Regions from separate parts of the Arachis hypogaea genome. Here region 2 is linked to region 1. Evidence: chromatin contacts called from public Hi-C data. All regions are on one chromosome and are shown on one strand. The core of a region is the stretch at or near the end of the contact, and the rest is flanking DNA. Distances in the headings are between cores, read along the strand shown.

Region 1 (2,822 bases), core at 230-2,729:
AACATGGAAGTTAGTTAAGCATGCACATCACTAACTAAAATCAAGCCCAATCACCTCCCAAATTAAAAAAGGAAAAAAAAATATACATCAGATGATTAATTATACGAACCCCTTCCATCTTCTTTCATTCTTTTCAATTTCTTCTAACTTTAGTTTTGATTCCAAATTTACTTTGCACGTTATAAAAATAAGAGTTATATTTAAAAATAAAATTAAAAAAAAAAGAGGTGAGATTTTGAGAGGATATTTAATTTGTTTAGGCATTCTCAGGGGAGATGAAAGAGATTAGAATTATCGTGATCAGGCCATTGAGTTTGACTCCAGTAAGCATGATCAACGGAGTTGGGGAGATCAAACAAACCTTGATCCACACCAGCTTGCCAATCCAACGGTCCAAATCCACCGTTTCCCGTCTTGCTCGGAAGTGCCGACAAATCAACGGTTACAGTACTACCGTGTCCATGATGATCCAGCAAGCTCCCACCACTACCGTTCAGATTCTCCGGCAACTTCTGCTGCTGATGCCACTGAAACGACGTCGCATCAGGAACAACACCACCACCTCCAAATCCAAACGCCAATGCATCGTTGTTCGAAGAGGAAGAAACCATCAAGCTCGTCAGCGTCCCTATCTCAGAGAAAATACCGCTCTCCAAATTAGGGTTCGAGGAAGCGTTGTTGTTGTTATTCTCGTGGATCAACAACTTGGAAGAATCAGAGTTAAGCTCCGTCGTGCCGATGGTCGCCGCCGCCGCCGCCGCGGTGAGGTTAGAGCTCTCACTGCTGGAGTGAGAATTGGAGTTCTGGTCCGTCGGTGGAGCCTGAGACGACGTCGTTTGCGGCGGCGTTTCCGCGGAGGAAGTTGCGGTGGCGCTATTATTATTACTATTATTATTTTTGCTGGTTTTGGCGGTCTTGTTGTCGTTGGAACGCTTGGACTTGCGGCAACCGCCACCGACAGGGACGTTGCGGAGGACGCCGCCTTTGGTCCAGTAGCGGCGGCAGTTCTTGCAGAAGTGGCGTGGCTGGGAGAGGTTGTAGTTGTTGTAGTAACAGAACTTGGTGTTGAGTGAATCACAACGGGGACATTTAAGTGCTTGCTGCTGGTGGCAGTTGGTGGCGGTGTTCTGGTGAGGGTGGTGGTGGTGTGGCCTGAGCCTCCTGTCAGCAGCGGCGCCGAAGAACCTGGTGCCTCCCATTGAATGTATCTCCTGCATTTGGGCGTTGGAAAAAGAAGAAGAAGAAAGTAATAAATATAATAAGGGAATTGAAGAAGGAAGTGAGGTTTTGTTTGGGAGAAGAATTTGGAGTGTGTCAGTGGGTTAACTTGTGCATGTGGAACAGTGAGTGGAGATTGGAGAAGAAAATAAAAGAAAAGGAAGGAGTGGTTTGTGTTGTGATTTTGATTATGAGTCTGGTGACTGACAAATATCCATGTAATGCTCTTTCATCTCTTTGGATTTTTATTTTTATTTTTTTTTAATTTGAAGAGGGGAATTGACCAACAAACCCTTTAATGTTGGCTGAACTACCATTTCAGCCACTGGGACTGGGGACTAGTTTCTTAAATGCCGAAAATATCCTCCACTGTCGCAGGTGCCCGTAATGGACTGGCTGCCTTCTTGGAATTCGAGCTGCCAGCGTGGAACAGTTGCTGTAACAGATTTTACATGCAGCTCATGCACCTTCCGTACAGATAAATTTAATAAAGTAAATGATCGATATTTCAGTGATGGATTTATTTAGGATTTTTTTTAAATAAATAATTTAATTATTTTATTTATCAAAATATGTAATTTATAACATATTTATCAATTTACATAATTTAGCTTACTTTGTTTGTAAATGAGATATTTGGAGTTTGAAATAAAAAACACATATCTCTTACTATATAAATGAGATACATTCATAATTATTTCGTTTGTAGTGTAAACGAGATATGTGTATTATTATAAAAAATACAATTAAAATAATATCAATAATCTAAATTTTTAGTATATAATTAGTACTTAAAGGTAGAAGCATAGTCGTAAGAATCGAACCGGTGATCAAACTAGTCAGGTTACTAGTTTACTAGTTCAATCGATAAATCACTGGTTGAATCGATAAAACCGGTTCCACGTAAATAAAAAATAGTAAAAAATTTTAAAAAGTTCAAATCCATATCTTCACCATTTTAAGAACAACCAAGTCTCAAATTCTAAAGATAACTAATACAAAGATAAACATGAAATTAGTTAGTACTACTACAATAGTATCTTAATTAGACACAATAAGAATAACAATCTATGAACTATATCCAAGGAGTAATTTCAAAGTCGGGGTATTGTTATTCGTTTGACAAATGTGGAGCTACATCCTGATTGGTTTTATTTTGATTTGCATTTTTCATAGAATTATTAGCCCTATCATCATTCCGATCATTTTCTAAATCCAATTGATCTAGCATTATAGATAACGTTTCACAAATCAAGATCAAAAGTAATATAAAATATATTATAAAGCATACCAAAATCATAGTTGATCATAATTCATAAATAAATAAAAAAATACCTAAATCATCTAAAGGTAATTGAAGAGACATATTTGCAAGATCATTTTGTAAAGCATCAACTTCTTCAGGAGTTAAAAATGGTGGTGAATCTTCCAATATCCATTTCGAATTATTCTCAAATGCATCAAGACAAATTGAATCATAAACTTGCTTTCTCATTTGGTTCCTATGTTATCAAAATACTCCGTTACTCTTATGATGATTAAAATTTGAAAATAATGCTTTGAACTTAAAATAATTAAGAAAGTACCTTTGTTGTAACTATAAG
Region 2 (2,822 bases), core at 108-2,607, 70 kb after region 1:
CTATATCAATAAATTTTGTATTTTCTATAATAAAAATTCCTGTATTAAAAAAAGTAAATAAAAAAAACGATAATATATACACATATTTTTTGTTAGACTTATGTCAACTTAATTAAATTTAATTAAAAGCACAAAAAAAAAAAAAACGATAACGTATGCAAATATTTTTTGTTGGACGGATGTCAACTTAATTAAATTTAATTACAAAAACATTTTTACACATAATGAATGGATTTTCCCTAACGATAACTGATTAAAAGTGGCCAAATCAACTTGATATCAAAGGCAAGCTTGATACAGTACCAATGTTTCCCCAAATTATTCCACATCACTACTACCTCACCACCCTTCTCAATTAATCTAACTCATATTATTTGGTCCCCCTCTAAATAAAGTCTTGCACCTAATCCGTAGTGATTAACTTTTGCCTAATATATAATTTTATTTGTTGCGGTCTCATTAAGTAAATAAATAATTAAGTTTAATGGAGTATTGAGTTAATATAGTTTCTCAAACTTTAAAGCTTAGAAGGGGCATGTTTGTAACATAATTAAGTCAATTCTCTCACTGAATATAATGTGCTTATTATAAGGCATGATAACACGTTCAAATAACGATAATTTTCGATTATTATTTTTATATAAAAGATCACTTTATATAATTATATGAATAATCACCTGTTAATTAACAATGAAATTTGAAAACACAAATATTAACCATTTAAAGATTGATATCTTGATATTTACAAATACCTAAATACCATATAAATCTTAACTACGCTAATATCCTATATCATTTATATATGTCATGTTATTTTAAAAATTAGCGTGTTTATATATATATATACACTAAAATTATGAGAACCGAATTGAATTTATTAATTTAGCCGAATTGATTCGAAACCAATCATTGGATCAATTTGATTCAGATAAAAAATTAGTAAAAAAGCTAAAAAGAATGGATCAAAAAATTGGTAAATTGATTAAATCGAGAGGATTTTAAATAGTTAATTATTTTAAAATAATAAAATATAAAAATGATTTTTTTTATAAATATATATATTTGATTATATCCAATTAAAATTTTAAAATTTTGAATCTTTAATTCAACTGGTTCAATAATCAAAACGGTTTTCTCAAACTTGATATATACATATATGAATAAAGTAGTTATGTTGGCATATTTGAACGATGACAAACATAAGAGCATGCAGTAGAGTCCTTATTATATCTCTAGCATAGCTTACCAATAATGCTTGGCTATTTATTTCAATAATTGTTGGGTTTAGATGAGCGTGTGATTCAAGCGTTGATTGTGTAACGTGTGCAGGACCTACCTCTTCAAACACTAGCAGCCTAGTCTAGCCTAGCTAGCTAGCTGTATGATATGATTGGTTTATCTATAGAACCGTCCATTGACTATGTCCTTGTCATTTTCACCCCCCATTCTTATTTACATTTTAATGCAAATGAAATAGCCAAATATAATATAATATAGTATCATATGCAATTTAACAGGGTCGTGTGTGTAATGTGTTTTTGCCCTACACAGACAAAAGTGGGTGTGTGTGTATTGCGACCCTCTTTGACAAAGTGCATAAGAGACACACGCACCTAAAAATCACGACTACTCTATTATTGTTTGATTATTATTATTATTATTAGGTCCTAATAATTAATTAGCAATAAATAAATTGAAAGCTCAATTTTGAAAGTCCAGTTGTGTGGGGAGGCAAACACTTAAATGAAATTAAAATGGAGTGGAACGTTTTCTTATTTATTTGAATTAGGTGATTGGTCAAATGAATGTAATAACATCATGATTTGTGATCATCAATTTAAATTAGTCTATTTAAATAAGTATTAGAAAATTTGAATTTTATTTTATATATATAATAATTTATTAATTAATAATAAATTTTTAAATAAAATTTAAATATGCTATAAATTAATTCTTAATCTAGCGAGTTAAGAGTGAATTTGAAAAGGGGTTGGCATGCATGGAGATGGAGTGGAACAAAATCGAGTGAAAGCGTTGTTGGGAAGTGATGAGTGAAGAGGTAATTTGATGGGAACATGTTCACATGCACATGGGACGGTCATGACGGGGAAAGGCCAGGGGGGTCTCCTCCATTTAGGTCTACCGGTACTTGTCCACATCTCTATCTATTCAAATACGTTTATTCCACTTACGATATTTTTTATATAAACATAATTATTCTAATTATTAACTTATTTAATATAATCAATTTTTTTTATATAAAGATATTTTTATGTGGATAACTCCTTTATTACTTACATACTTAATTGCGTCACAAAAAATAAGAAGAAAATATTTAGATAATATTTATTAAAATTTTTGTTTTTACTCTTAAACATGATTTTTATATTATAAAAAAATGTTTTAATTATTTTTCGAATATACTGTTATGGGTTAAGAGTATGAGTCTATGACTAGGGGTGGCAATATGTACCCTACATGCGGATTCTCAACCCGATTCCACCCGATCAGATAGGGTTGTCAATCCGATCCGCAGCGGGTAGGATTTTCGTGCGGATCGGGTAGTGTGCGGGTTAAGTTTCAACCTACTCGACCAACTCGCACTCTATATATGTTTATGTTATATATTTATATAAAAATATGTTTTAAGTGGATGTTGAATCAAAGACCTCTCACTAAATACAAAAGATCCTTAACTACTAAAAGAAAATTATTAATTGTTAATTTAATATTTATTTTACATAAAAATCAGTTCTATTTTAAATTATCATCAAGTTATATATTAATGTTGTATATTTTTTGTAACCCGCGGATAGAGTCGG

Evidence for each region. A called contact is a pair of places that touch in the nucleus more often than the background predicts.
Region 2: a contact with region 1 is called in a Hi-C map of an unstated tissue, with 2.5 times the contacts expected there. The contact joins the enhancer-like site here to the promoter of LOC112722623 in region 1. A contact is called at or near these places in 5 of 8 Hi-C or Micro-C datasets (leaf and an unstated tissue).

What each region holds. Positions count from the first base shown.
Region 1 is chr11:130,345,818-130,348,639 of arahy.Tifrunner.gnm2.J5K5, forward strand. LOC112722623 (dof zinc finger protein DOF5.4) reads right to left here and starts at 1,480. Exons shown (of 1, transcript XM_025773717.3): 1 at 1-1,480. The coding sequence starts at 1,217. The coding sequence ends at 267.
Region 2 is chr11:130,416,419-130,419,240 of arahy.Tifrunner.gnm2.J5K5, forward strand. No RefSeq gene overlaps it. Among protein-coding and RNA genes, the nearest start is that of LOC112725946, 31 kb to the right of the region's middle. Within about 2 kb of position 1,358, at least 3 of the 3 cell types and tissues checked have open chromatin away from gene starts, as enhancers often do.